4 separate regions of the Mus musculus genome follow, and regions 1, 2 and 4 are each linked to region 3. The links are chromatin contacts, called in public HiChIP or PLAC-seq and capture Hi-C maps. All regions are on one chromosome and are shown on one strand. Each heading gives the region's core, a stretch centred on a gene start, on an enhancer-like site or on the middle of the called end of the contact. The rest is flanking DNA. Distances are from core to core; before and after follow the strand shown. Region 1 overlaps Wdr73 (WD repeat domain 73). Region 2 has its middle 15 kb from the start of Zscan2. Region 3 overlaps Alpk3 (alpha-kinase 3). Region 4 holds the start of Sec11a (SEC11 homolog A, signal peptidase complex subunit).

Region 1 (5,151 bases), core at 159-2,658, 210 kb before region 3:
CACCTGCTGGGATGGAGGGCTAGGCCACCAGGCCTGGCCTCTGAGAGCACTTTAGAAAGCTTCACACCTAACCTGCACACTCCTGGGACATGGTGCTCTACACATTGCTTAGCAGGGGCCGACAGCAGCACTGTCTATAGAGCATCTGGCTTCCTCGGAGACCTGGCTCTATTCAGTTTTCTCTTTCCAGTCCAGTACTTTCAATGGATGGCTATTTGCAGCCTTCGAGACTTCAGAACACCTGTCATTGGAGATCATTTTTTAAAAAAGATTTATTTATTTATTGTATGTATATAAGTACACTGTAGCTGTCTTCAGACACTCCAGAAGAGGGCGCCAGATCTCATTACGGATGGTTGTGAGCCACTATGTGGTTGCTGGGATTTGAACTCAGGACCTTCGGAAGAGCAGTCAGTGCTCTTAACCGCTGAGCCATCTCTCCAGCCCCGGAGATCATTTTTAAAAGGAATATTCCAGAAATTAAGTTAGAATTTTTGTTTCTTCCAAGGGCAGAAAACAAAAGTGGCATAGATTTATTTTAGAATGCCTTTTAAAGATTTTTAAAAAATTATTTATGTGTATGTGTGCACACAGGTGCCTGCAGAGGGCAGAAGAGGGCGGTGGATCCCTCTGGAGTGAGGTACAGACAGGTGTGGGTGCCGGGTCCTCTCCAAGAGCACCAGGAGCTCTTAGCCTCTGAGTCACCTTTCCAGCTCCAAGCCTAAGATTCCTCATCTATTAGACAATCATTCCCATCCCCCCTCTTGTAGCCCTGACCTCAGTGTCCTTGCTGAGTCCCTGGGACTTTGCCTGCTGTAGGTACAGTCCGGTCCAGGCAGGCACCCGCACAATCTGTCCTCTGGGTTGGTTCGTTTCCTGCCATCCATTTTGTCCAAGGACAGCCATGTGTCTGACCAGCTGTGTTCGGCTCTGTGTGTTAAGTGCATCTGTGTCTGCGTGCTCACTCTTCCTGCTGCCTAGCACAATCTAGGACCACCCTCCATGCCCCTGCATGCCTCACTGACAGACCCCAAGCCCGCTTTCTCAGTTGTATTCCCATTTACTCCTAGGGTAGGGGCTCTGTCCTTAACAATGATGTCCCTTCTGCCCGAACACAGGATACAACTCAACTGTCACCTTCCCTGTGCGAGCCTACTCTCTCCAGGCCCGTGTGTGACTGGGCCCATGCTGCAGGCCATGCGCCCCTTCTCTAATGGAGGCCCTATGGATACAGTTCAGCATCTCGTTATAACACCTAGGCTGGTGCGGCATGGCATTCAGGAATGGCTAAGTGAGACAGATGGAGCCTACAGCATCACTGTTTCCACAGCTGCCTCCAAACCCAGCCCCTCTCCCTCTCTCTGGGACAGAGCCTAACAGTCTCCCTCCCACCAGCCGCTGTAAGCATGCCTAGCCCCGCCCCTTTCCCTAGCCTGGGGGTGGGAGGGAGGAGTGAGGGAGGGAACAATGCACTGAATTCTAGCTTGTTTTTGCCTGTGCTCTCCTGACTCCCAGCACACAGACCTGGCTAGGCTAGGTCACAAGATGTAGAACTAAAAAAGAAAACGAAACAGAGCCAGCTACAGACAGTGTCCTAACTCCACTGTCCAGGGACTTGAAGGGAAGGCTCTCACAGTCTTTAAGGCCCACATAGTCCTGGTGTTCTCCTTCAGCTAATGCTTTCCCCACCACCACCATCGGTGGCTTTTCCTCACATAGCTCATCTGAAGGGAAGTCTGTGTCGCCTCTGTGAATCTCTGAGCCCATCCCGATCTCCTGTCACTCTACTTTCTGTAGCAGTTGGCCCTCTTTTCTCTGGGCCTAGGAACTGGGCTCTGGTCAGACAAGACACCTGCAGTTCTTACCTGGAGGCCTCTGGCCCCGACTTCCTGCAGCTGTGAACCTACCTTAGCAAGCTTCCCTTCCTTCACTTCCTCTGCAGCCCCAAACTGCAGCTCAGTCACCCCGTGGGTGTGCGGGTGTGCGTCTGCACTTCCTGGTCGGGCCCTGGCTGATACAGTTCAGCAAAGCACCTTCTACATTCACAACCGACTTCTAAATTACTCAGCTTTCCCAGTGAAATACTAGCGTGCAGCTGGGCTGCTGTAACCCGGATATCTGCTTTGTAATATCTGCCAGCTTCTGAGATGTAAATCCTCCCACCAAGGCCAACTTCAAGCTATCAGTGTGTCACCACTGAACAGAGTAGAGGGAGCCGCGGGGTGAGCTTCGGGGCGGGGGGGCGAGGATGACAGAGGATGCTTCCCAAACTCTGAACGTGATCCTGTTGTGAAGCACCCGGGAGGCAGAAGCAGGCGGATTTCTGAGTTCGAGGCCAGCCTGGTCTACAGAGTGAGTTCCAGGACAGCCAGGGCTACACAGAGAAACCCTGTCTTGAAAAACCAAAAAGGAAAAAAAAAAAAAAAAAAGTGAACAATGGGGGCTGGAGAGATGTCTCAGAGGTTAAGAACACCGACTGCTCTTCCAGAGGTCGTGAGTTCAAATCCTAGCAACCACATGGTGGCTCACAACCATCCGTAATGAGATCTGACTCCCTCTTCTGGTGTGTCTGAAGACAGCTACAGTGTACTTAACTTATAATAATAATAAATCTTTGGGCCAGAGTGAGCGGGGCTGACTGGAGCGAACAGAGGTCCTAAATTCAATTCCCAGCAACCACACGATGGCACACAACCATCTGTACAGCTACAGTGTACTCATACACACAAAATAAATACATCTTAAAAAAATTTATTATAAAAAAAGCTGTTAGACTTTTCTTATCCCCCCATTATTTTTAAGTGCTGTGGACAGAAGTGTGTACCCCTTGCAAATTCATACACTGAAGTCCCTACCCCGAGAGACTAGATTTGGAGAGGGGTCTAGGAACTAAGGCTAAACAAGGTCATAAGGAAGGGACCCTTATCCACCAGAGTGGAAGACAGAGCTTACTCCAGTCAGCATGCAGAGGTCACGTGTGCACGAGGAAAGCAAGGTGCATCCTTTAGCAAAGCAGAGGCCTCGGGATGACTCCACCTTCCCAGCACTTCTTGGTGCCTATACTCATGAGTGTGCACACCCAAGCACGTGCACCCTCGTGCAAGTAATGAACACGAACACACACACACACACACACACACACACACACACACACACACACACACACAAAATAGGAAGAAGTAAAAGAAAGCAGTTGGGGCATAACTCAGAACAGTAGGCTCAGTCCAGTCCAGTCTTGTGTACAAAAACTAAGTAAATTGCTAATTGCTTCTTACTTGTATTCTTTTTGATGTTTATTGGCCCTGAGACATCGATTCCTTCTGTGAGAAAGTTCACACCCACATTCACACTCCAGCTCTCCTGATTCTCACCATGATGCTGTGAAGACAGGAACACAGCCTGCTGCTATACACCTGGAGACGCAGGGCTCCTAGAGGCAATGGTCGCTTCCAGCCATGTTATGCCGTGCGCCCTACCAACTGTTCTCAGGTAATTTTCTTGTGATGCTCCCCACAGCACTAGGTGGTACCTACTACACCTTCATTTTACAGGTAAGAAAAAGGGACAAGAAGGGCAGGCTAGCTTGCCTGAAGCCAACGGCTGTGGTAGAGCTGTGTTCACTCACAGTCCATGTCAGCCTCTCAAACAACTCCTCTTCTCAGAGGCCCATGAGGGCAGCTGCTGTGTCATCAGGAGGCCTGGAGGTCCACCCAGTCCCACACATGCAGAGAAGAATCACTTGCTGCTGATAACAAAGTTCTGGGTTTGCGAGGGTGCCAGGTATGGGTGGTGACCAGAGGAGCAGAGTCTACGTCATTTCCATCCAGGAAGATGTGGCCTTTGTGAGTGAAGAGAGGCTCCGCTTGGGTTTTCTTTCCATCCCATGATGTGACATCATAGATTTGTACTGTCCCATCAAAGCCTGGAGAAGAACGTGCAAAGAGAGGTGTGACCCTACTCTTCCTTGGAGGACTTCCTCTATCACAAGACACTCAGAGGCCAGCCACCGAGAAGGCTGCGGCTGCAGCGGTGTGGGGATGTGTCCGCATCGTATGGGGTAGTTGTACAGGCCTGAGGTGCTTGTGTGGAATCAGTGAGGTAACCTTAGGTACCATTGTCCAGGCACAGTGTACCCTGTCTTCTGTTAGAGTCTTTTCATTGGCCCGGAACTCATCAATTTGACGAGGCTAGGCAGCCACAAGCCCTAGGGATCTGCCTGTCTCTGTCTCCCTACTGGAATTATAATAAACACATGCCACCACAGCCAGTTTTCCCCCCTACACCCACACCATATGTACACTATATATATATGTTTTCAAGATAGGGTTTCTCTGTGTAGAACATCCAGCTTTTCCACACAGGTTCTGGGGATCAAACTTAAGTCCTTGCCTGCATGCCAAGCTTCACTGAGCTACATCCTCAACTTCAGCCTGTGACACCTTTATCTTCATAACAGCATCTCCACAGGAAATGGACGCAGCAGAAACTTTCAAGTTTCTCCAAATCCCAATCCCTCCTCCACCCTTGCTCTTGTCTCTCTTCAGTGCTGTCCGCTTGTCCATCTGTCCCTATCCCACCCTGCTGTCCTCCTGTTCTCTCTGGATCCTGGAACTTCCCCTTTGTACTGGCTCCTGGGTGCCCCCGCTGAACACACCCTCACAGCGAGAACCCCCAGGCTTCAGGAGCCTGCTGTATGGCTATAGCTAAAAACACAAGCAGCAAGCAGCTCACTGAGCTGGTGCAGCCTCTGGCTGTTCCACACCTCACTGTCTACAAGTTTCTCAATACACCTGAACCTATGCGAGCCTTGTAGGAGCCACTGGCGGTTACTGCAAGTTCAGTGGTCAGGATGGCTGGAAGATCGCAGTTAGCATTCCGAGAGGCAACCTAAACGTCTGCAGCCAGGCTAACTATGGGGCTACAGGTTCCTTCCTAAGCACCCACCGCCTCTGGGAGAGAGCAGTGCAGTGACACGTTCTCAACAGTACCTGAAATAGCCAAGCAGTTGTCCAGGCCCGGAGCCCAAGTCACCCGCAGCAGCTCTGGGTCAGGGCTGGGTTTGAACACCGGACACTGGGCTGAGCTCACAGGATGACAGAGATTCCGGGAGTCAAGGAGACAGAGCTGCCCATCTGAGCCAAGGCTGGCAAT
Region 2 (5,188 bases), core at 2,186-4,685, 250 kb before region 3:
TATGAGTGTATATATAAAGACAGACATTTTAAGGATTTTAAGGATATTTTTAACCACTGCTGCTTTAAAAACAAACAATTAAGATTTTTTCCCCCCAAGATCTTTAGTTTAGCCAGGCCTATTTAAGAGAAAACCTTAAGTATTTTTAATTGTTATTTTGAGGGTTACCCAGAAACATCATATACTTTAGAGATTATCCTAATGTGTTGTACCTTAATTTTTTTTTAAGATTTATTTACTTATTTATTTAATGTATATGAGTACACTGTAGCTGTCTTCAGACACACCAGAAGAGGGAGTCAGATCTTTTTACAGATGGTTGTGAGTTACCATGTGGTTGCTGAGAGTTGAACTAAGGACCTCTGGAAGAGCAATCAGTACTCTTAACCTCTGAGCCATCTCTAATGGGAGTGAGTGAGGCTTACAAAAAGACAAGACAACTGGACAACATTATAACATGACCCCAGCCAGTGCTGAAGCTGGTATATTTTTTTCTAGACCCTTTTATACCATTCTAGGCACATGCAAAGAATAGGGTCAGTTCTAGGTCAAAGACAAAGTAGTCAAGGAACAAACAAGGCATAAACAAAGGTCCCATGATTACAGTATTCAGGGACTTAACAAGACAGTCAGGATACAAAGAACTCATTCCTCAGCTGTATGCATTTGAGTCTACTTCCTTGTCCTAGCCCAATGTCAAATTCCTGCCAATATCCTTGAAGCGGCTCCAAGAGCTCTGGAACCAAGAGCTAGGGTTTCTATTGCTGTATAGGGACATCAATGACCACGGCAACTCTTATAAAAAAATATTTAATTGGGGCTGGTTTATAGTTTCAAAGGTTTAGTCCAATATCATCACGACTTGATACGAGAGAAGGAGCTGAGAGTTCTACGTCCTGATCCGAAGGAAGCAGGAGACTGTGTGCTACATTGAGCAAAGTTTGAGCATAAAAGACCTAAAAGCCCACCCCACAGTGACACAGTTCCTCCAACAAGGCCACACCTCCTAACAGTGCCATTCCCTACAGGAATCTACACAAACCTATGGGGGCCATTCCTGAAGTGGAAACTCAATGGTCCTTTGGAAAGTCAGTTGTGTTGGATGGTGCAAATACGTGAAGGAATGTTTTCCCAAAGTGGACACGGGTGAAAGGCTAAGGCAGACTTGTGAAGGAATGTTTCACTGAAAAGATGTTCTGCTAACGAAAGCACGTGAAAGGACGCGTGATGAAGGATTCTTTGCTAAGGACATGCGTGTATTGGTCCACCTCACATCTCTTACTGAGCTCCACATGTTGAGATTCCATAGACAGGAGTGCACCAAAAAAGTTCTGGTGGTGTGCCCCAGCTTCTTGCCACTTCTGCGGACTCAGTCTGACCGGCAGAGTAATGTCAGCTGAGACTGACTCACGTGCTGAGACAAGACGTATGCTGAGGCAAGACCCGTGGAGAAACGTGATATTGGGAGGGTATAGAACCCGTCGGGCATCTTCACTGATCTGCACTTCCTTGAGAGAAGCACAGCTGAGAACTTTGCCTGGCATTCCTTCTGGGTTCCTCCTGCTGACTCCAGCCAAGGCTGAGGCCTGGCTGTCTCTGCTGGGCAATACCACTGCTGCTGATTCCTGTTTGCTCTACCAAACTGGACTGCTTGGTGTTTGTGAGTGGATCAACCTGCTGCTGCTAACCTGTGAACTGAACTGCCAATTTCCAGACAACACAGATGGGAGTTGCTCCAAAGAACCTTTCTGAACAGGTCCACTTCCACGTTTCTTTTCTTTCCCACTACCTCTGGTGGTGGGCGACAAGGGAGGTTAAAGCATTTAAGAACCATCATTAAAAATAGGATTTGAGCCGGGCGGTGGTGGCGCACTCCTTTAATCCCAGCACTCGGGAGGCAGAGGCAGGTGGATTTCTGAGTTCGAGGCCAGCCTGGTCTACAGAGTGAGTTCCAGGATAGCCAGGGCTATAAAGAAAACCAAAAAAAAAAAAAAAAAAAAAAAAAAAAAAAAAAAAAAGGATTTGAAAAAAATTAAAGCTACACATTCCTATTCAAACCAGCACACTGGTGTCATTCACCTGAGGCCACTTTCCGAGGCTGTCCCAGCATTCTGCACAAAGGGTCACAGCTAGGCCTTAGCTAGGCCTTAGCTGAGAACCTCTACTCTAGCTAGGCCACTCTGCAGCTCCCTCCCTCTGCTTTCTTCTCTCTCCCCACCCCCCTCAGTATATTGCCCTCAAACTCTTGGGTGGCCTTTAGGTAGGTGGAACTAGAGACATGTGCTCCTGACTTACTCTGCCCTTTCTCTGATGGTTCTGGACCCTGACTGCCGGGTGCCTGTCTTGCCCTCTCCCATGGCGACTTCGGTGTACTTGTTTGTGATGTTTCTGCCACCCATGGGCCCTTCACTTCCTCAACTCTATGATTTATGCCTCCACAGGACAATCACATCAGAAAACGCTTCCATCTCAGTCCCGCTCCATCCTTACTCCGGCTCTGTGTCCTCCCGGGGCCCAGGAGGGAGCACTGCTTGTCCCCACCACTTCTGTGTTCTTTCTACTCCTCCCCAGCAGTCTGGACTCCGAGGTTTGTTCCTCATCCTGGTTCCTCCTTAGTAGGCGGGGTCTCCCCAAATCACTGTCTAATCCGCGGGTTTCTTTCTCCAAGCAGGGAATTCCCCACATCTCCTCCTTCAGCTTCCAGGCTGTTCGATGTGCTCTGTCTGCTCAGACAAAAAGGTGTGACCGGCTCCACCTCGTTCCAGGCCTGTCCCTTTCCTCCCAGCTGGCTGGCCCGGGGAGTGAGGAGGAGACTGAGGAACTTGCAATGGTTGTAAGCAGGGATCCGAGCCTCGGGCTACTCTGCAGATTCATTTCTTGCCTCTTCCTCTCTGAGATCTGCCTGAAGTCCTGATGTGTGCTTAAGAGCTTCCGCGGCACTGCACAATTTCCTCCGCAAACATTTCAATCTTTAATTTGGAACTTAGCGCCCGAGCACAGGACTTACTCTGGCTTCACACTGGCTCCTCCAAAGGAAGCTAAGGGCGAAGGGAGGGTGGTCATCATAGAAGCAGACAGTCTGTGCATTGTTTACCTGGAAACTTACAAGTGAGTGTAGAAATAATTTTTAAATTCCAAGTTTTCCTTTCCCAGTCTCGGCTCTCAGAGTGATGACTCTGAGACGACTTAGTTATTATTAAATGCCTAGGCCATAAGCTTTGGCTCACTCTCTGACTAGTTCTTACCTTATTTAACCATTTAATCTATTCTATGTCTATCACTTGGTTAGTGATTCGGTACTCACTGGCTCCTTCCTTCTTGTCTCCTCAGAGTCTCTCAGAGTTCCTCCACCTGCTGGTTTACCCCTGTCTCCTCAGTCTGTTTCCCATCTCCTCTTATTCCCCCATGGCTCTCTTTTCTCTTACTATTTCCCAGAATCCTCTGCCTTCCTGCCAATGTCCCGCCTCTTATTTCCTGCCTCAGATCATTGGCCATTGGCTTTTTATTGGCAGGTGGTGCTTTTAAGCGATTCTCTCTACAAACGTTCCCGACTCTCTCTCTTTTTTGTGTATCCAGATACACTTGCCTATGCACTCACTCACAGATGAGGCCAAGGTCAGAGGTCACTGTCAGATGTCATCCTCTACTGCTCCCCACCCTACTTTTAGAGACAGGGTCTCTCCCAGAACCTGGACCTCACCAACTGGCTAGACTGGGCAGCAGACCCCAGGGCTCTTTCTGTCCCGCCTCAATGTTGGGGAGGCAGGCATAGACCATATCTAGTTTTTACATGGGTGCTGGGTCTCAACTCAGGTCCTCCTGCTTGATAGCAAGAATTTGTACTGACTAAGCTGTCTGCTCGTGATTCTAGCTGTTCACTTTATTCTATCAGGGGACAGGGTCTCACAAGGCACCCAAAGCTGGCCTGAAACACCAACTTCTCCCGTCTTAGCAGCAGCAGCAGCTGCTGCTGCTGCTGCTTCTTCTTCTTCTTCTTCTTCTTCTTCTTCTTCTTCTTCTTCTTCTTCTTCTTCTTCTTCTTCTTCTCCTTCTCCTCCTTCTCCTCCTCCTCCTCCTCCTCCTCCTCCTCCTCCTTCTTTTTTTGCTTTTTCGAGACAGGGTTTCTCTGTGCAGTCCTGGCTGTCCTGGAACTCACTCTGTAGACCAGGCTGGCCTCCAACTCAGAAATCTGCCTGGATCTGCCTCCCAAGTGCTGGGATTACAGGCGTGTGCCACCACTGCCCTGCTTCATCTCAGCTTCTGATGGTGTTTATGCTCAGGATGAAAATGAATTCCAAGTAGACGAGAGATGTGCTTATGAATACAGAGCAAACACAGTGCAATGCTAAGGCTCATAACTCCAAAGCACAGTGCTGGTTTTTGCTTTATACTGAGCACTTGAGTTTGGTTACCAATACCTACTTAAAACCTGGGTGCAGATAGGCAATAGTGGTGCACAACTTTAATCCCAGCTCTTGAGAGGTAGAGACAGGCAGATCTCTGAGTTCAAAGCCAGCCTAGTCTATAGAGCAGAGTGAGCGAGTTGCAGGTCAAGGCTACACAGAGAAACCTGTCTCAGAAAACAAACAAAACAAAATAAATATCTGGGTGCAGCAGACATTTGATTCCAGTGCTGAGGAGGTAGACAGAGGAGGTACTTGGGACTTGCTTGCTGGCAAGCCTTTAGCCAAATTGGCAAGCTCCAGGTTTAGTAAGAGACTCAGATCAAAAATTTTAAAACGAAAAGCAATTGAGAAAGGCATCTGACTTCTATCTCTGGCCTACACACACACACACACACACACACACACACACACTCAGGCTAAGTTATTTCTCTGCTGGTGAAATGAGCCAATTCAATCCAGATTAGAGTAAGTAATGGCAGGCTTTTGGGGAAGCCTCTCTCAGGCAAGTTCACTGGTCCCGAGGAAGGAGGTCTTGGGGTGGGAGACAGAGGAGAGGAGGAAGAGACTGAGAAGGAGAAAGGAGAAAGAGCACACACATGCAGGGAGAGGGAAAATGCAGAGAAGGGAGAGAAGAGAGAAACAGGGACCAAAATGTCTGGATTATATAGGAAAGAACCTCTGGGGGAGGGGAAGCCCAACCTCTGGGCTAGAAAGTTCAGGGTAGAGGGCAGGGTTTGCCAAGTAGACTGAGGGATGCTGGGAGAACCTGGAGGCCAGGTCTG
Region 3 (4,463 bases), core at 395-2,894:
ACAAACACATCAAAGGTCAGAGCAAGAGGACAGCCTGTCTCAGTGCCCCAAGAAGGAGCAGCCCCAGGAACCGCTTCATGTGGGTCTCTCTGGTGGGCATTCAACTGGCTTGAGTCAGGAGGTGCCTGCCATGCCTTCTCTTCCTGGGACGGGCCTAACCAGTAGTCTGCAGGAGGAGCTACCAGGCACCGCAGCTTCTCTGCACACAAACACAGATGTCCCCCTCCCCTCCAGGGACCAGGACTTTCCGAGTTCTGCTCCCACTCTGCAATTGGGGCCAGGGTCCCCCACTCAGAGTCACCCACCAGAAGCCATGGCTACTAGCAGTGAGGGAGCCTGTGCCAAGGAGCCAAATGTGGACGGGAGGTCCTCAGGTACCCGGAGCTGTGACCCTGGCCTTATAGATTCCCTGAAGAACTACTTGCTTCTGCTGCTGAAGCTATCCAGTCCAGAGACAAGTGAAGCCAGGGCCGAGTCCCAGGAAGTGGCAGACACCGGGGGCTTAACCTCCTCCTCTACTCTGGTCCCCACCATGGAGGTGGCTGGGCTGAGTCCCAGGACGTCGAGGCGAATCCTGGAACGCGTGGAGAACAATCACTTAGTGCAGAGTGCACAGACCCTGTTGCTGAGCCCCTGCACCTCCCGCCGCCTTACTGGCCTTCTGGACCGTGAGGTACAGGCTGGCCAGCAGGCTCTGGCTGCTGCCCAGTGCTCTCGGGGCCCGTGCCCCACCCCCCTCACCATCCCTGCCATTGTGGTGGGTGAGGAAGGATCTGCGGGAGAGGATTCCGAGGAGAGGACTTCGCAGGAAAGTGACAAGAAGGGACTGCTAGGGGAAGTGGAGGGGCACACAGTGGAAAGCAGAACCCAGGAGCCCTGCCAAGAAGAAGCAATGCCAGGGGAGGCTTTGACGGGTCTCCCTGCAGCTACACCCGAGGAACTGGCTCTGGGGGCCCGGAGGAAGAGGTTCCTCCCTAAGGTCAGAGCAGGGTCAGATGGAGAGGCAAACAAGGCTGAAGAAAGGGAGAGCCCCACGGTTTCCCCCCGGGGACCCAGGAAGGGCCTGACACCTGGGTCACCAGGGACTCCAGGGCGGGAGAGACGGTCCCCTACCCAGGCCCGAAAAGCCAGCATGTTAGAGGTGCCTGGCGCAGAAGAAGAGCCTGCAACTGGAGACTTGGTCTCCAGATCCAAAGACAGTGGCCTGGACTCAGAGCCTGCGGTGGATGAAGGCAAGCAGGAAGCTCTGGCCAAGCAAAGGAAAGCTAAGGACCTGCTAAAAGGTGAGTGCCAGGAGCGGGGCAGGGGAAGCTGTCAACACAGGGCCCTACTGTGAGTACCACCCTGTGAGGGGCACCTCCCTGCTAAGAGGCAGTAGTTCCTTGAGAAACAGCACTGCAGGAGCTATCTGAGGGGCCTAGAGCGCCAGGAAGGGAGGTGACAGTGACGGGGCACTGTCAGGGGTAAAGGCCAGGGAGAGATCTAGTGAAGGGAGGGCCAGGTATTGTTGGACCTTCTTTGCTCTCAGCATTCCAGAAACTAAGGCAGGAGGCTGAAAGTTCAAGGTCAGCTTGTACTACTCAGGGAGACCCTGTCTGAAAACCAGATCAAACAGGAACAAAGCATGCAAACAAAGGCCCAGCTCAGCACAGGCCTTGGCTTCAGGGGCCTCCGGGGCCCCACCATCACCTCTGCCTTTATGGACTTGTTCCATGGTGATCCCACAGCCAAGATAAGACTCAGAGGCAGGTTCAGAGAGAATGCAACAGCCAATGCAAAAGCCTCTCTTGACTGCTTGTCTCTGTGAACGTGCTTAGCCTTGAGTCCCTATGTCCTGTCTCCCTGCCTCCCACCCTGGTTAAGGTACGTGCTCTCCAGCACAAGCACCTTATAATGCTCAGGCTGTTCCCTAAGGATACCCAAGGATGCAATGGGTGTGACCCGAGAGGGCAAGGGTGGTAGGAGTCGGTCGGCTTCTGTCTTGTAACAGGGCTCCTGTTCTCAGCCCCACAGGTGATCCGGAAAATTCGGGTGGAACAGTTTCCAGATTCTTCTGGTAGTCTGAAGCTTTGGTGCCAGTTTTTCAACATTGTTAGTGACTCAGTCTTGACATGGGCGAAGGATCAGCACCCAGTGGGCGAAGTGAACAGGAGGTAAGCTGTCTGGAGAGCACCGCCACCTGCCCGGGCTCCGCAGTTACAGTCATGTTGGGGACTAGCATCTTGAACCCGTCCCCTCATTTTGTCCTCACACTAGTCCCAGTGAGTGAGTCTCTTATTTCAAGTGGAGATCAGAAAATTGAAACTCAGAGGTCTTAAATCATGGGTCTCAAGTCACACAGCAAGTAAGTGTCACCTGTGTGATTGAGGACCGGTTTCTGACCTGGAACCTCTCACCACCTTCCCAGGGCTCCCAGAGCCTGGGTTCCCAGCAGCCTGTGAGAGTTGGGTCGAAGGCCCTGGGTGATGACCCTCACGAGAAGGGTCTCCGCTCTCTGCAGTGCAGGGGACGAGGGGCCAGCGGCTTTGGCCATCGTGCAGGCGTCTCCCACGGACTGTGGTGTGTATCGCTGTACCATCCAAAACGAGCATGGCTCAGCGTCCACTGACTTCTGCCTCAGCCCCGAGGGTGAGTGTTCTGTGGATCTCAGCTGGCCTGGCCTTGCATTGTGGGAGGCAGCGCTGTGCTGTGCAGGGATGGGGCTCTGCCCAAATAGACAGCCTGAAGACAGTAGCACTCTCTTTTTCTCCACATAGTATTGTCCGGCTTCATCTCCAGAGAGGAAGGTGAAGGTATGTTGGCCCTCTGGTAGGGGGGCATGTCTTCATGCCGTGGCCCACCCTTGGCAGGGTTTCTGTCCTTAGGGGCATACAATCCTCCCTAAGTCTGCATGCTGTTCCTCTTTGCTGCCAGTTTAAGACATGGCTTGTGGGGGGTGATGGAGGGCTGGTGTTTCTAAAGACTGTGGAGGGAGATGAGCTGGGGTGGGGGTAGGGTGGGGTGTGGGGTCACTTAGCAGGAGTCAATGCAGCCCTCTGTCCCCTTCAGAGTCCTTGAAGGACATGACAACCACCAAGACCAAGACCCAGAATTTCTCCCAGTGCCCTGTGGACTTGGGCGTTAGAGCCACAGATAGTCTGCTGCGAGCCCAACGGCTTCTCAGCCCCTTGTTCAAGCATCCTGAATGCCTAGGAAAGAAATATGCATTTCCCACAGCTCTTTGGAGATTGTGAGATACATACCCTCAAGTTGGCTGTTTGCTTCAGGACATTTCACTGTGTAGCCTGAGCTGCCCTGGAACCCATTATGCAGACCCGGTTGGTCTCAAACTCACAGAGATCCACCTGCCTCTGCCTCCTAAATTCTGAGATTAAATGTGTGTGCCACCATGCCTGGTTATCCCCAGCATTTGACAAGCACTTCAAGGGTTTCCCTGTTGGAGGAGAGTGCTGTAAAGTCTCTGTGTTCAGTTGTCTGGTTGCATTTAATCTCTATCGAACTGAACCACATCCGGGCTAGGTACGGACGTGCATGCCTGTAATCCCAGCACTTTGAGCCAGAATCTAGAGAATTATCATAAATTTCAGGCCAGTATGATCTGCGTAGTGAATTCCAACCCATCCTGGACTATAGAATGAGACCCTGTCTCAACAACAACAAAGTCAAAGAAACTAAAACCTCAACCAAATTAAGAACTTAGGAATTCTTTAATATCATCCAGTGTTCACATTCCCCAGCTGTGTCCGTGAGTTGGCTTGAATCAGCAACCACTGTTAATTTGTCTCCTGTGTTGTCTAATGTACTGTTCCTCCCCCTTGTTTGTTTTCTCTCTTGCCATTCATTTGTTGAAGTCACTTAATACATAGAATTTCTGTGTGTGCATGTGTGTGTCTATATGTGAGTAGGTATTTGTACATGTGTGTGTGTATATGTGTGTGTCTATATGTGAGTAGGTATTTGTACGTGTGTGTGTGTGTGTGTGTCTATATGTGAGTAGGTATTTGTACGTGTGTGTGTGTATGTGTGTGTGTGTTTATATGTGAGTAGGTACTGGAGACACAGAGACAAGAGCCCTGGGGTGTGCCGAATTGGATAGACCCAGGTCTCAGTGAGTGAGCTTGTCTCAAAAAGGGCAATATTCCTGAAGAGTAATACCCATTAAAGTTAGTCAGGAGCATCCACACACACACATGTGCAAGTACCTACTTGATTGAAGTCAGGCCCTCCTGCTTTCGTGGCAAGCACTTAATGGACTGAGCCATCTTCCCAGCCCCTGTGGAATTTCTCAGTCAAGCTTTTGTTCACTCTATCCTCATGCACCAAGTCCTTCCATCATATGCTTCTTCAAACCCATAATTAGAATAGAAAGTTGCTTCAGATACAGGGATAATGCTTTTGGTTTGTTTGTTTGTTTACTTTTGTTTTTCTTGGTTAGAGTAATCCGCACACTGGGTATAGTGTTA
Region 4 (4,990 bases), core at 1,547-4,046, 150 kb before region 3:
TCAGAGAATGAAGGTGTAGGCCTGATTTCCAGGACCCACAGGAAAGGAAGTAGAGAGCCAAATCCCAGAAGTCATCCTTTAACCCTTTAATTCTGAACACAAACTCCAGCCCCCCAATCTCCACTTTCAAAGCGCGATTGGAGTTGTACCACCACGGGTTTCAGTTGTAGAATTTTTGTTTGGTGGTTTGATTGGTTGGTTGGTTGTTTTTTTTCTCCTTTAATTGCATGCCAGCTTTCAATTATGTTGCCCAGGTTGGCTCAGCCTTCCAAATGCTGGAATTATAGATGTGTACTATCGTGCTTGGTTCAAGAAAAGCTGTCTTTCAAAACGCCAGGGGCGAGCAACAGCATAGCTCAACTGGTGAAGGCGCTGTGCCAAGCCTGATGACCTGAGTTCAATCCCTGAGTCCCTGGCAGAAAGAGCTGATTCTGCCAAGTCAATCTCTAACTTCCACGCGTTCACCATGGCACACTCACACCCATACACACATATGCACACACAAAATAAATATACTCTAAAAGGGAGCTCAAGGACCAGCTACTCTGGGGTACTCAAAATGGCAGGAACAAGTGAGACCCTGCCTCAAGAAGGTGGTAGAAGAGAACCAACTACCACAAGTTGTCCATTGTCACATGCAGTCTGTAGCTCTGCATACCCATATTCACACACACTCAATAATAACAAAAAATAAGTAAAGGGCAGGAGACACAGCTTGGCAGTTGAGAGCACTTGCTCCTCTTGCAAAAGATCTAGCTTTGGTTTTCAGTGTCCACATGGCGGCTCACAACTGTGAGGCCAGCTCCACAGGGCCCAGTGCCGCCTTCTGGCCTCACCCGCAGCAGACACACACATGGTGAACATGCACACTTCTTAAAAGTAAAGAATTTTAAAAACAAGGGTTACAGGTATAATTTACTGGAAGAGCACATGCTTAGAAACTGAAAGACCAGGTTGGGGTTGGGGAGGTAGTTGGCTGCATATGCTTTTAAATTCTAGCACTCGGGAGGCAGAGACAGGCAGAGTGCCAGGCTGGCCTGGTCTACAGAATAAGTTCAAGAACAGGACGAGAAACCCTGTCTCAAAACAAACAAAGAACATGAAAGGCCCTGAGTATGATCACCAGCAATACACATACACAAAATTTCTGGGAATGGAATAAGAGAGGATGGTGTCACCAATATGCCTTCAATCCCAGTATTTGGGAGGCAGAGGCAGAGAGAGGCTGAGGCAGAGGCAGGTGGATCTCTGATTTCCAAACCAGCCTCATCTACATGTGAGGCCTTATCTAAAAAAAAAAAAAAAAAAAGGAGGAGAAGGAGGAGGAGGAGGAGGAGAAAGAAAGGAAGGAAGGAAGAAAAGGTCTTTCCAGATGGAGGATACATGTGCTCAGTGACAGATCACTTGCCTAGTGCTAGGAATGATTTTCAGCACATTTGAAAAACAATCAAACAAACTTAAAAAAGAAAATACGGTTATTTACCCTGACTCAAGATGCGAAGGCAGGAGTCCAGCTCAAAGCCAGCTTGGGCTACACGGTGAGTTCCAGGCAACAGGGCAGAGTCATACCAGCCAGTGATGCCATGTTGTGACATATATCTATAAATCTACCTCTCATGAGGCTGAGGCAGGAGGACTACATAGCAAGACTCTGTCTCGAAATAAAGTAATAAAAATAAGGTCTTTCAAAACTAGAAGCGCGGTTCTGGTAGCCTGTGATGAATGCAAGGCCCTGGTATTGATCCCCATCACCGAAATAGGAGTCCATACAGAAGACAGTTAAGTGACAGCTACTCCTTAAAGCTGTTCTGACTGGAATGTCTCACAATTTTGTATGTATGTCTAAGAAGAGACGGACCTACTTTTCTATGTAATAATTATAAACAGGGCAAAACAAAGTCCTGTTCCAAAATAAACCAAATCTTTAAATGAGACAATTCTTAATACCAAAATACGAGGGGGGTAGGGAGGCAGGGAAAAGGTCAATTGCTACCAGAACATTCGGTTCAGGAGACAAAAAGGTGACCGTGTTCTCAGTACCTTCTAACACATGAGCTAGAAGACAGCAAGACTGAAGGATAAAATCTGATTTAAGTTTCAAGATTTCTGTTCCACTGACATCTATCATCAAAGATTCAGTGGACTGTCACCTTTCTGCCAAGGAAACTGGCACACAAGTGGTATAACAGATTCAACTCCGAGCTTAGAGTGACCCTAGTTAAAATGGATGAAGCTCACTGAGGTCTAGCTGGGCTGAAAGGTGGCTACACAATGAAAGCAACACAACGGCTCCTGTGGGACCTGTAATGGCTTTCCCCAGAGCCCCACCAGAAACGGTTAAGTCTGCCGCTTTACAGTGTCCCAAACTCCCACTTACAAAGCGCCCTATAGTTTTCACTTACTCCCCTGCCTCCTCGGGGGGAAGGGATCGCAAAGGTTCTCTCCTTCCCTCTCGGTCCCCCGAATCTGGTGCTATGAATGGGGGCAAAGAGGTCTTGGCTACCTACAGTCTGCAAAGAAAGAAATGATCCATACAGGCAACCGACCCACGCAGGCCCTCAATCCCGCCCAGAGATCCGCGGGGCGCCCCGCAACGGCAAAGAGACCAGAGGAACCCTGGCAGAGAGAGAGAGGGCGGCCCGTCTCACCTGCCTCTTGTTCATCCGCCGCACATCGTCTAGAAAGTCTAGAGACAGCATGGTGAGATGGAGAGCGCGACAACTAGCAGCCAAGAGGGCGCGATAGAACCACCAAGAGGGACCGCTGCAACACGGGCCGGGCTCACCGTGGACAGAACCCCCTGATGCCTGCACTTCCGCTTCCGGGGCGGGAGCAGGCGAAGCTCCTCCCTTCTGAGCAGAGAATGGACAAAGAATGACTTGTGAGCCCCCTAGAACAGCCCAGGGCCTGGCCTTGTCAAAAAAGGACCGTAGCCTTCTCCGGCCGAGAACCGGCTGAAGGCTGCTTTCTGTGCTCAGCCCGCGCGGCGGCTCCCGAAGACAGTGACCCTAGGTTAGCTAAGCCCACAGCGTGCGGAAGGCGGGCCCTTGGACAGGCCTGGCCAATCGGAAGCCGAGTCTGCGCCAGCGCGAAGTCGGTGTCTTCCTGCGTGCTGCTGGGGCACGGGTGTGGCTCGGGACGTGGTGCCTTGCTGTTTGTTCTCAGGTGGAGCACGCTGCGGTTCGCTACCGGAAGCTGTGTGTGTCTTTTAAAGCATTGTATACACACACACACACACACACACACACACACACACACACACACACACACGCCAATTGATCACAAGATGCCTTAGTGTCATGAGGGCACTGGTGGTGCAGGTGGCCAGGAAGACCCGTCTCAGTTTTGACCTTTACCAACAGTGATTTGCTTTGTCTCCTGACACTTGGATGTGAGCCATTTATTTGACCCGCAAATTTTCACAGGGGCGGGGATTAGAAGTGACATCATTGCCATGGGGTTTCTTTTGGTGGGTGATAGATGTACAACTCCATGTATATACTAAAACCATTGAATTGTGCGCCTTAGTGGACTGTATGGTATGTGAATTATAGCACAATAAAGTAGGTGTGAGAATGGAAAGGAAACCGCTGATGTCTTGTTCACTGTTAAATTCCCAGTGGTGGCCGCACAGCTGGCATGTATAAGGCACAAAATCAGTACTTGAATTTAAAGAGAGGAAAGAGAGAAAGACTATCTTCAACTATTAGTAGAAACCTTACATTTACTGAGATGGGATAGGAAATGTTTAGAATTTCCAAGTTAGAAAGTTTTATAAAAGAAAATACATAGAAACCCCCATGGGGTGCCCCATAGGTATCCCAGCTTCCGTGACAGTACCAGATATGTGTATCAGAATGACTTCTTCATTAATAACTGTTGATGTGGTTCTCGATCTAAATTCTGGCTAGTAGAAACCTTCACATAAGCTTGTCAGTGTTAAATTCAACCTAAGTTCAAATTAAGTGGGAATGAGCTTTGACCCTGTATTTTGTGCCTTGAAGAGCCCCAAGAGCAGCTCAAAATCCTGTGGGTCCAAAAAAGGTGAATAAGCTATTTAGTTGGGAAGCTTTAAAAGCATCTCGTACAAGTGGGTGATGGGGGGAAGACAGGTAGATCTCTGCAAGTTCGAGGCCAGCCTGGTCTAAATAGTGAATTCCAGGACAGCCAGAGATTCATAATAGAGAGATGCTACCAAAAAAAAAAAAAAAAAAAAAAAAAGCTGGGCATAGTAGCATAGATTTGTAATGTCAGTGCTGGGAGGCAGAGACAGACAGATCCCTGGCACTGGCTGCTCTTCCAGAGAACTCCAGTACAATTCCTAGCACCCATTTTTAGTAGCTAACCTGTAACTCCAGCTCCAAGGGATCTGGCACCCTCTTCTGGACTCTATGGACACATATTCATATGCACACACCCATGCCCAGGCACACACACAAAAACATAATTTTAAAATTGCAAAAATAAAATCTCTAAATTTTTCTAATAAGTAAACAACAGCTGAGTCACAATACCAGAAGTTGTCCTCTGGCCTCCACAGGCATGCGAACACACACATGCACGAGAGTGTGCATCCATGCACACACACATACACACATGCACTTACACACAAACCATTTAGGTTGTTGCTAGAACAGATGGTACATGCCTGTGATCCCAGCACTTGGAAACTTTAAGCCCTCCTGGGTTTTTGTGGGGTTTTTTTGGATTGTTTTGTGTTTGTTTCTGTCCAGTTCCAGCTGACTTGGAATGTACTCTGTAGGCCAGACTGATCTCAAACTCACAAGAAGCCTCTAGCTTTAGCTTCCTGAGGGCTGGGATCACAACTGGCCAAAATGTATTTTCTTTTTTTCAGATTGTATTGCTGCTACAGTTTATCTAAATACATACCCAATAGAGAGAATGCAGTTGATGTTGGGCTGTTGTCAAGGCTCAAAACATGAATTCGATACCCAGGATCCACACAGCAGAAGAAGAGAACGGACTCCCC

The links. HiChIP or PLAC-seq counts read pairs in DNA pulled down with a chosen protein or histone mark. Capture Hi-C pulls out chosen DNA fragments and counts their contacts.
Region 1: a contact with region 3 is called in a capture Hi-C map of embryonic stem cells, with 3 times the contacts expected there. The contact joins two enhancer-like sites. A contact is called at or near these places in 5 of 39 promoter capture datasets (embryonic stem cells, pre-B cells, stem cell-derived epiblast-like cells and 1 more), 2 of 15 datasets of contacts at CTCF or cohesin (embryonic stem cells and large pre-B cells), 9 of 484 Hi-C or Micro-C datasets (the C10 cell line, the G1E-ER4 cell line, the HL-1 cell line and 4 more), 7 of 115 datasets of contacts at active chromatin or transcription factors (embryonic stem cells, fetal liver and stem cell-derived neural progenitor cells) and 3 of 9 other capture datasets (adipose tissue, embryonic stem cells and liver).
Region 2: a contact with region 3 is called in an H3K27ac HiChIP or PLAC-seq map of embryonic stem cells, with 8 read pairs. The contact joins two enhancer-like sites. A contact is called at or near these places in 1 of 39 promoter capture datasets (liver), 2 of 15 datasets of contacts at CTCF or cohesin (the G1E-ER4 cell line and large pre-B cells), 4 of 115 datasets of contacts at active chromatin or transcription factors (bone marrow-derived macrophages, double positive thymocytes and embryonic stem cells) and 1 of 9 other capture datasets (adipose tissue).
Region 4: an H3K27ac HiChIP or PLAC-seq map of embryonic stem cells shows a contact between it and region 3, with 8 read pairs. The contact joins the promoter of Sec11a here to the enhancer-like site in region 3. A contact is called at or near these places in 2 of 39 promoter capture datasets (the HPC-7 cell line and trophoblast stem cells), 1 of 484 Hi-C or Micro-C datasets (bone marrow-derived macrophages), 5 of 115 datasets of contacts at active chromatin or transcription factors (T-cell acute lymphoblastic leukemia, bone marrow-derived macrophages, embryonic stem cells and 1 more) and 2 of 9 other capture datasets (adipose tissue and pancreatic islet).

Annotation. Positions count from the first base shown.
Region 1 is chr7:80,887,988-80,893,138 of GRCm38.p6, forward strand. It overlaps Wdr73 (WD repeat domain 73), which reads right to left. Exons shown (of 8, transcript NM_028026.2): 7 at 4,989-5,151; 8 at 2,736-3,922. The coding sequence ends at 3,690. Among named protein-coding and RNA genes, the nearest start is that of Gm32112, 2.8 kb to the right of the region's middle. Within about 2 kb of position 1,409, at least 248 of the 459 cell types and tissues checked have an H3K27ac peak or open chromatin away from gene starts, as enhancers often do. A contact at or near this core is called in embryonic stem cells, where this site is marked.
Region 2 is chr7:80,843,481-80,848,668 of GRCm38.p6, forward strand. No RefSeq gene overlaps it. Among named protein-coding and RNA genes, the nearest start is that of Zscan2, 15 kb to the right of the region's middle. Within about 2 kb of position 3,436, at least 50 of the 459 cell types and tissues checked have an H3K27ac peak or open chromatin away from gene starts, as enhancers often do. A contact at or near this core is called in embryonic stem cells, where this site is marked.
Region 3 is chr7:81,092,902-81,097,364 of GRCm38.p6, forward strand. Alpk3 (alpha-kinase 3) reads left to right here. Exons shown (of 14, transcript NM_054085.2): 6 at 1-1,283; 7 at 2,006-2,153; 8 at 2,501-2,628; 9 at 2,757-2,792. All of the region lies in intron 2 of Gm51490 (a long non-coding RNA gene), which reads right to left. Among named protein-coding and RNA genes, the nearest start is that of Gm51490, 17 kb to the right of the region's middle. Within about 2 kb of position 1,645, at least 9 of the 459 cell types and tissues checked have an H3K27ac peak or open chromatin away from gene starts, as enhancers often do. A contact at or near this core is called in embryonic stem cells, where this site is marked.
Region 4 is chr7:80,944,754-80,949,743 of GRCm38.p6, forward strand. Sec11a (SEC11 homolog A, signal peptidase complex subunit) reads right to left here and starts at 2,797. Exons shown (of 6, transcript NM_019951.1): 1 at 2,649-2,797. The coding sequence starts at 2,699.